Linked DNA regions of Sus scrofa: regions 1 and 3 are each linked to region 2. The links are chromatin contacts, called in public Hi-C maps. All regions are on one chromosome and are shown on one strand. Each heading gives the region's core, a stretch centred on a gene start, on an enhancer-like site or on the middle of the called end of the contact. The rest is flanking DNA. Distances are from core to core; before and after follow the strand shown.

Evidence for each region. Hi-C and Micro-C count contacts between places; a contact is called where the count stands out from the background.
Region 1: a Hi-C map of skeletal muscle shows a contact between it and region 2, with 6 times the contacts expected there. The contact joins two enhancer-like sites. A contact is called at or near these places in 3 of 47 Hi-C or Micro-C datasets (embryonic fibroblasts, psoas muscle and skeletal muscle) and 1 of 2 datasets of contacts at active chromatin or transcription factors (skeletal muscle).
Region 3: a contact with region 2 is called in a Hi-C map of skeletal muscle, with 4 times the contacts expected there. The contact joins two enhancer-like sites. A contact is called at or near these places in 2 of 47 Hi-C or Micro-C datasets (psoas muscle and skeletal muscle) and 1 of 2 datasets of contacts at active chromatin or transcription factors (skeletal muscle).

Annotation. Positions count from the first base shown.
Region 1 is chr1:115,860,758-115,863,836 of Sscrofa11.1, reverse strand. RFX7 (DNA-binding protein RFX7) reads right to left here. Exons shown (of 11, transcript XM_021094836.1): 10 at 47-342. Among named protein-coding and RNA genes, the nearest start is that of NEDD4, 80 kb to the left of the region's middle. Within about 2 kb of position 1,701, at least 5 of the 83 cell types and tissues checked have an H3K27ac peak or open chromatin away from gene starts, as enhancers often do. A contact at or near this core is called in skeletal muscle, where this site is marked.
Region 2 is chr1:115,594,630-115,597,990 of Sscrofa11.1, reverse strand. TEX9 (testis expressed 9) reads left to right here. Exons shown (of 12, transcript NM_001244599.1): 3 at 2,511-2,574. Among named protein-coding and RNA genes, the nearest start is that of TEX9, 12 kb to the left of the region's middle. Within about 2 kb of position 2,095, at least 1 of the 83 cell types and tissues checked has an H3K27ac peak or open chromatin away from gene starts, as enhancers often do. A contact at or near this core is called in skeletal muscle, where this site is marked.
Region 3 is chr1:115,991,900-115,994,915 of Sscrofa11.1, reverse strand. The region is part of intron 5 of NEDD4 (E3 ubiquitin-protein ligase NEDD4); the gene reads right to left. Among named protein-coding and RNA genes, the nearest start is that of NEDD4, 51 kb to the right of the region's middle. Within about 2 kb of position 1,280, at least 1 of the 83 cell types and tissues checked has an H3K27ac peak or open chromatin away from gene starts, as enhancers often do. A contact at or near this core is called in skeletal muscle, where this site is marked.

The DNA.
Region 1 (3,079 bases), core at 452-2,951, 270 kb before region 2:
ACTTCCCCCCATCCCAGTAAGGCCAAACACTACTTAATGATATTACCGGAATGGGACTAGGGACAGCTGCCACAACGATACCAATAGGCTGAGGAGAGAGGATTGCAGGATTTCCGTTAGAAAGATTAGTCACTCCATTGGTTGTAGCGCCTTCTGATTTTTTTGCTGAGGATTCTCCCGGCAAGGGGGATTGTAGTTTCTGTTCTTGCTGCTTCTTCTGGATTTTCCGTTGCAACTGCTGTTTAGCATCAATAGGAGATGGCAAAGTCTTTACTTGTGGCTGAAAGGAATTACTTTCAGCTGTAGGTACAAAAGCAGAAGGCTGGGTAATTCCTTTAATTCCTAAAAATAAACAGAAAGGAAAGCTGTAATAGTCTTTTGTATAGAAGGCAGTTACAACTCAGTTTCTTTGACTATGTAGCCATTTACTCGACAAAGCAGCCAAACATGACAAATTTTAACTCAATTTTTTTTATAAAGCATAAATACTACATTTCCAGTATGTAAGCATTTGTCAACATGGTTTTAATTTACACTTTAAAATATGGTTCAACTTAGGTGATAGGTGTAGTTAAATCAGCAGTAAGAGATGAAGATTTTAGAAAGAGCAGTAACCACGCCATAAATGTGAAGAGGCTAAGATAAATGCCAAGAAAGCCTGTTTTACATTTTATCAGTACATGTCAGAACATCTCCCTTTCCCCTTCCCTAATTAAGAAATTCATGCAGGCATTCCCATTGTGGCTCAGCAGGTTAAGAATCGGATATAGCGTCTGTGAGGATGTGGGTTCGATCCCTGGCCTCACTCAGTAGGTTAAGGATCAGGCGTTGCTGCCAGCTGCCGTGTAGGTCTCAGATGCAGCTCTCATTTGACTCCTAGCCCCAGAACTTCCATATGCCACAAGTGTGGCTGTTAAAAAAAAAAAGAAATTCATACATTTTCATGATTGTAATATTCGGCTCACAAGGGACACTCAATAAATATTTGTCAAAACCATCCATATCTTAGAAAAAAACTGTATGGGGAAAACAATCTAACTGTATGAAATTGTTCTGCCAGAACTGTATGAAAATAGGTATTCTAGTTATAATATTCTAGATATGCTAGAATATTATAATATTCTATAATATTCTAGGTATTCTAGGTATGCTAGAATGACCTGAGAGAAATTAAGCATAGTTTCTTAGTAAGACTGAGGTTAATATGTTCTAAAAAAAGGATCACTGAGAAACTTTTTAAGGCAGTAGTAAGATCAACACTGAGAAAAAGAAATAATTAAAATAAGCAAGGGATAAATTTTAACTTAAGAAGAACTGATTATGTAATACAATTACTTTTTCAAAAGCTCATTTCACATTTAGGGTGTGGCATTAAGATCATCACAAAGCCATGGTCAGTAAGAACAGTGGAGAGAGGCCAGGGGAGGACACTGCTGTCCTGCTGGCATACCTTGCCCTACCCTTCCCTAGACATTTCTGCTTTTCATCTTCTGTTAATAGTAACAGTTTGGGGAGTGGGAGAAGGAAAGAAAGTGACTGTAAACTCTCAACCAAACACTCCTCAATAATCCCTCATTTTTAGACCCCCCCCTTATCACCTAAGTACTTTTTTTTTCTCCTCAAATCCAACTTAAATTGTACTGCTCCCGTCTGGCCTGCAGCCTCGGCTCTGGCTGCTCAGCACCTGCACCCATGAGAGCCTCTGCCAACAGTTCAAAGCTCACTATTTCATCCCTGCTGCCAGGGTTTCTGGACAGGAATGAGTTCCAAGCAGCTGACTTACAAAAGGACATCTGTAATACAACCTGTTCTTAATATGGAGAATATATTTATAAAAAACCAAATTCACCTTCAAAGGATGAAGAGAAATCACTATTAAAGGTATTTTAAGAAAAGTGGCAACAGCTGAGAACAAAAATTTAAGAGATTCTAAAATATTGAGTAACGACATAATTGTTAGAGTCAGCCTCCTAAGCTACTTTCAAAAGGGACAAATGCTGGTTTATGTATGCCATTTTTAGTATTTTTGTTTAAAAAACATACCCTTCTTCATACTTATGCCTTAAAACCCCATTTGTTCGACATTTCTCTCAGTCACTCTAGGTGAATAATGTGGGGAATAAGAAGATAGAGATGTTTCTTTTATCCCATGATACCTCCTAGGTCCTCAATTTGTTAAAGTACTCTTCTAGGTGTCACAGAAACAGAGTACAGAAAGAAAGGCCTATATCTTTTAAAACCTCATTTTGCCAGAAGATAAGAAGATAGTCTGCTGAACGATGTGACCTGGGTTTTGGAGACAGACAAACCAGGACTCAAATTCTGGACCCACTACTTACCTGACTATGAACAAGTTACTTAACTACTCTTTCAGTCTGTTTCCCAATCTATAAAATGGGGATAAATATCATCTGTCTTACAGGACTGCTGGAGGGATAAATGAGGTAACATGTGTGAACTATCTAGCTAGATAAGGCTGCCCAAACACTCTCCTGCCCCTGTGTAAGTATAAATGAACAGATCTGAGCCATACAATTTATACCTAGACAAGAAAAATTATGATGATGTATCTATAAAAGGTTATTTTGCTGATGTTTATGGTCTTCAATTGACCATAAGATGAGAAAAGAGTAATCTCCCATTCACATACACCACAAATACCTAAAGCTTCTGATAAATTTAAACAGAGGAAAAAAAATGATTCCTTATTAAAATGATGAAAATAAAAAGTAGATATTTAAGAGTATAATTATAGGGAGTTCCCGTCCCGGCTTAGTGGTTAACGAATCCGACTAGGAACCATAAGGTTGTGGGTTTGGTCCCTGGCCTAGCTCAGTGGGTTAATGACCCAGCATTGCCGTGAGCTGTGGTGTAGGTTGCAGACTTGGCTCAGATCCTGTGTTGCTGTGGCTGTGGTGTAGGCCGGTGGCTATAGCTCTGATTAGACCCCTAGCCTGGGAACCTCCACATGCTGTGGAAGCGGCCCTAGAAAAAAGCAAAAAGACAAAAAAAAAAAAAAAAAAAAAAAAAAAAAAAAGTATAATTATAGTTGCTAGTAATAAATCTAGTTTACTATTAA
Region 2 (3,361 bases), core at 846-3,345:
ACTATCGCCTGATGAAAGAAATTCAAGATGACACCAAGAGATGGAAAGGTATACTCTATTCATGGATTAGTAGATTTAACGTTAAAATGACCATACTACCCAAGGCAAGACAAATTCATTGCAATCCATGTGAAAATACCAATGGAATTTTTTACAGAACTAGAGTAAATAGTTTTAAAATTTGTATGAATACACAGAAGACCCTGAAAAACAGTTCTGAGAAAGAACAGAGCTGGACATAGCACGCTCCCCAGCTTCAGACTATGCTCAATGAATCTCTTCAAATTTTGACATTTCCTCCTGTGGGGTTTCCTTCTGCAATGTCTATTAGATAGGCATAAATCTCTTTGTCATATAGCCTGTCTTTAGTGGATGTTAACCTCTCTTTTGCATCTTTATCTTTTTTTTTTCTCTGTACCTCTTTGCTGGTGATTTCCTCTATCTACCTTCTAATTCATTGATTCCCTCTTCAGTACATTCTATTGTTCAGCTTATCTATTGCATTTGGGTTTTTAAATACATTAACTATGTTTTCATTTATGTGATTTCTCTTTGGTTCTTTTCCAAATTCACTGTTTTTTGGGTTTTTTTGTTTGTTTTTTGAATATGTGTTCACAATGGCTGGTTCTTGCTTAATGGTTTCTTTTTTTTTTTTTTAAAGTGCTTTAAGATTCTTTCTTAGATTGTTTTATGATCTCCAGTTCTTACGATGCAAATTTTGTTTCATCTGCTGATTGTCCCCTGTGAGGACTTGTTTCTTAATGCAATTTATTACTTCATGAAATCATCTTTAGCAGGATTTGCTTTCTGAGAGAATTGCATGTGTTATAGATGAGTAAATGTCCCTAATGGTGGTTTTGCATTTAACTTTGTTAGCTTATCAGAGTTTTCACTGGTTCAAAGCCAACTTTCTATATTAAAGTTTTGGCATGGTGTCCCTGTACCATCTGGGTAAGATGAACTTGGACTACAATCCTGTGTGCTCTAATTACTCACAAGAGAATCTTTTCCACACTTGGCTCTAGTTTCATTTCTGTTCACCTAAGGTTATGGGTAGTGTTTTTGTAGTCTGTGGTTCACAGGTGTAGCCCTTCATGACTCTCTCATGTGCATCAATTTCTAGCTGTTAAGCCGTTTTGGCTCCTGTTCCTGTTTACTGCTCTCATTTTGAGTTGCTGCTTTATTTTTAGTACTGGGGTATTTTCCTTGCCCAAGTTTGAGTTTAGCAGTATTGGCTTTGTTACATTTTATCCAGGATTTTCATAGGTTTGCAGCAGAAGAATAATGGCCTTCCTAGTTATCTTTATTGATCAGAACCTCTAATGGTTTTACTAGGGAAATGTGAAAAATCAGGTAAAGGCATTTTGAATACAACTTTTAAGACGTTATTAGATATTTTTCTTTTGATTAACTCATCCTAAGATTTAAAAATAATTCTTAAAACATCAGACTGTTGTAAGAGATAAGATACTGCTTTTTTTTTCCCCCTTGGGAGTGGGGGTCATCACTGGCTTTTGTGTTACTTCTGAATCACATACCTTAAACAAATAAACAGTAAAATATTTCATGTTAAAAATTGCTTTATTTTCTTCATAAAACTTCTAAAGAGCCTAGAAATGTGACCTGTGAATAGAATTTGAAAGTTACATGTTTTTGAGGATATTTACTGGAATGTTAACCTTTAAAACTGAGATGGGGACTTGAACTAACAAGAGAAACAGTTTAGTAATAATGTTAAATTCAACTCATTAAAATGCTTTATAGCCATTTAAAGCACTGATTATAAAGATTATATATAGAGATAAACATATTTCATCTATATTATTATGGGATGACAGTACAAAATTGCATATGTGCTACAGATGAAAATTAGAAGGGAATATTAAAAATGATTGGATGAGCAATTTTTTTCCTTTAAAAAGTTACCTTCAATGTCATTGCTATTCTTGTAGTCTTAATTGGGCCGTATAGTATTCCAATTCTTTGCTAGATTGCAGATAGATTGGAAAAAAAGGAGTCACAGGTGGAGGTAAAAATAATCACCTCTATTTCTGGTGAAACTGATACCGAAGTATGTAGCTGAAGTGTGAGCCACCTCAGGTCTGCTCACTAAACCCCAGATTTACCTTCCCAGTCACCTGACACCTCAGTTGAAAGCAGGCCTCTGCCCCACTCCTGTTCCCGTGGTCCCCACTGGAGTTGATCTCAAGAAGATGGAGAGTGGAAGTGAGTTGATGCCATCCACTTTATTCTTCCCAAATAAATCATTCCAACAGAACTAAGGGACAGAGAGAGCTAGGAGTTGCACCATTTGAATTTCCACCACAAAGAAGAAAGAATTGGGGATTTGGAGATAAGTTTTCTAATAGTTATGTTAATTTTAAAATTAAAATGTTATGTGTGTGTTTTGGTGTTTGTTGATAAAAGTGTAGTTATTGAAATTTAATTGCTTTTATTTTGTATTACAGTCTTCAGTATGTCCAAATTATTAAATTATTTTTTGCTTTTAGGCGTTTAAATGCAGAATTAGAGGCAAAAACTGCTGATCTGGTTCGACAAGCTGAGGAAGTAATAGTAAGTAACTGTGAAGTTATTAATAATTCCATGTAAGTGCTAGTTTTTAACTTTTTAATTTAATGTACAACATACATACAGAAAAGTGCCCATAAATTTTCAGATCAATGAATTATTATACATTGAACACCTATATATGCATTGGTATGTGTTTATACGCATGTATATGGTTTTGATAAGCACACATTTTCTATAAGGTACTAAAAAAGTGTTTTCCACTTAGATATTCCGATCATCTAATTGATAGGAGCATTAATATTTAATAATCTTTCCCGCTATTTTAAGATTAATAATTTGAGAGTAGCTACATAGAATTAACACTGGTATTTCAGTAAGGATGGAAACAAGTGGACAGAAGTTGAATAAAGGGTAACAGTTACCACTAATACTCAGATGGTAACCTGTTCCTTAAACTATGCAGTTGGATGGAACTCAGATTCTTAGGGCTAGACCATAATCAGACTTATAGTCAGGAAGAAAGTAGTGAGGTTGTATCACTGGGCAATGTAAGCATATTTTGCCCCATTCTGGCTACCAAGTTGGTTATTTCTACTTTAAGCATCCCTCCTTATGCATCAACATTCCCATTATTAATTGATAGTAGTAGTCCTTAGAAGAAGAAAGTAGCTGTTTTCAAACTTTTTTCAGTTTTAATTCTCATTTAATTATAATTCTCTTTCATTTATATCCCATCCCACCCACTTTGGAGTTTATGGGGGCAGGGAAGAATCAGCAATGTTTTATTTTAATACCTTACACAGATCCATCATTATTTGCTGGTTTAGGA
Region 3 (3,016 bases), core at 31-2,530, 400 kb before region 2:
TTACATTTTAGAAGGCACTCTTAACTGGTAGCTAAAGAAAAATAGGGTGGAAACAAAATTCCTGTGGCTAAGGGTATATACAAACACAAATGCCATTTATTTTTCCTCTGTTTTAAACATTCAGAACAACAGTTTTTATTGATGATCTAATAAATATATGTATTTTAAAGAAACATTTTCTCTGCACTCATTTCTAAGAAGATTTTCACATTTTATGTAAGCTTTTTATTTTTTGACATTTTAAGCAGCTTTCTATATTTTTTTTCCACAATGCTTAAGGAGAGGAAGAATACTAAATGAGCATTTGTAAAAGTAGGAATAAAATCCTGAGTTAGACATTTAAATATTATGCCACTTGAGGGAAAAACATACTGAGGTAAAATGTTATGAAATAATTTATTATTTAAAGCTTGTTTTTATGCTACAGAAATGTTTTATGGCTCATATCACTTTGGAAAGTTCTTTTTAAATGAATATTTTCTACACTGATAAAATAACAGCTAGAGAGAAAAACTACTGGGCATTTTTTCAGATTCACAAATGTAAAGTTCATGACTACAAAGTACTTGCTAGCTAAGGACTAAAAAATACATAAAAGTGCCAAGTTATAATAAACTTAACCAAATATTTCATAAAGTTATTACAGTATAAATTAGTATTTATCAAGACCAAAGGAAACTTACCTTACAAGAATGCTTTAAAGAATTAGATGGATCATTTGTGAAATCTCTGTTGCTGTCTCTTGTTAAATTATCAACTTTACCTTCATTTCCAGATGCAAACTTTATGAGCAATTGAGATGGTCCCCCCTTAGAACAATTGTGCTTAAGGCTGGATAAACAGGAAATATTTGGATAAGTTCCTCCCAATGAAATACTTCTTCGTAAAATAGCATGGTTTTTGTTTATCTGTAAGTTTGGTCTTTCCAACTGTCTGCTGATATTGATTTGACAATCTATATTTTGGGAGGATGGTAAATATGCAGATGTCCTATGCATACGCTTAATATACTCTGAATCAGAGTTAAGCTTAATTTCTGACATCCCTGGTTTACAGTCACCATTTGCTGTTTCACAATTTAATGTAGTTGCTTTCTGTTGGGTGAAATGCACTGAAACACAAGAATATCCTTCAGATGACTTTTCACAGGCGGTCTGATTTGGACTATTATTTGCAATAACAGTTTTCTTTTGTAATGAGCCCTTCCTGTGAAGGGGTCGTATGTCTCTTACTTCTCCAGGAGTAGAGGTTGTTTTAGACAACCGAAGTCCGTTGACAGCTGTTGAAAGAAATCCCTTAGCATTAGTGCCATCTTCATTGTGGGCAACTTCACTAGGAGAAATAACAAACTGGTGTGAGGTCTGATAGGATCCTTTGCTCAGAAAAGTACCTGTACTTGTAGGAGAAGTTGGTGGAGTATTTGAAGGACTCCTAGGAAAAATGACTAAGGATGAACAACGTTTTAGAGGAATTTTTGAGTTCCTGATCATTGGCAATTTCATGATCTCTAGTCCATGATCCAAGTCATCCTGGACAAAGGGAACTGTACTTGTACTTCTTGACAAAATTTCACATGGAGCAGTATTCCTGTTTGGCACACTTCTATTGGAGGTGCTGTCAGAAGACAAATTTCCACCAAAAAAGGTATCATCAGTTGGCGGAAAACCACAACCACTGCTGTCGCTGGTGATACTGTTGGTGTAGGAACCTCCACTGGTGATACTGGTGCATGACCCATAATCGCTACTGTTGCTGCTATAAGACCCATTCTCACTGGCTGAAAAGTTACTAAGGCTACCACTGCAAATGACAGAACTGCTTAAAAAGGTACCATCATCCACAGCACTCAGGTCGTTATCAACCACAGCACTGCCATCCTTCAAGACACAAGTAAATGAAGCATCATCACTGCCAGCTAAGACATGGCTAGACTGAAGACATCCACTGTACCTTGTTGGCTGGAGTGAAATCTGCAGACAGCTGCTCTTTTTATTAACATTTTCAGGTGAAGGAACAGATGATCTTTCCTGAGACTTAACGTTTTCCTTTATTAACGGAGCTAGTGCAGTTTGTCTGGGAGTCAGCTTCATTTGAACCACGTTAGAGGTTGAAATCCGTGTTGGTCTTGTGAAGCACATGTGAATACTGCTATCCAAATCATCTCCAGAGGTTTCTGACAAAGGGTAAGTATTGCTTCTTCTGGCTGCAAAGTGCAATCGTAAGCTTTGTGCCATTTGTTCTCATTTCCAAACATGTTAAGGGCTGAAAGTCATAACAAAGATCTCTGTCGGTAGACAGGCTAGAAGCAGCTGCACTGCATCGAAAGAAAAAATCATTTGTGGTGCCTAAAAGAGCTCGTAAGTAGTGGTCTTTATCCTGAGTAAAACCTTAGAGACCAGATATCGTAGAAAGAAAAAGACGGCCCATTCCCGAGACTGACGACTGACGTTTCCAAAATGTCTTGAATCGCTTGTAGTCAAAATGCCTTCACTTACAAAGCACTTGATTTCCAGCGACCTTTAAGCTGAGCTCAGCTGCAGCACACTGCCTCAAACACTGCCAACCTTGTTTCAATTATACCTTCTCCAATTTGCATGAATGAGTAACACAAGAACAACAATCTTCTAGCATTTCAAGTTGAAACAGTATTTTTCACTCCAGCTCTACTAAATGAACATTTAACTATGTGAATCACGGTGCCTATACTTTCTCCAGCAGTTTGACCACTAATATTTTTACCCATAGGGATAGAATTACAGGAAGTTGGTAGGAATGAAACCCCATGTAATTGAGTATCAAATCAAGGATTGAATTTCCAAATAGTGGTCATACTGGAATCTAGTCAACTTAGTAAATGTAGAAAGGAATATAGACTGTTAATTTTTTTTAAATGAGTAAGTTCAAACAGTTGTATAAACTGGGAAATATCAAAACTGAGGTGAATTAAAAATTTAGCATTAAATCAAATAGATACATATTTTAGCTTCTAAAACACGATGTACTTATAAAAAGTGAA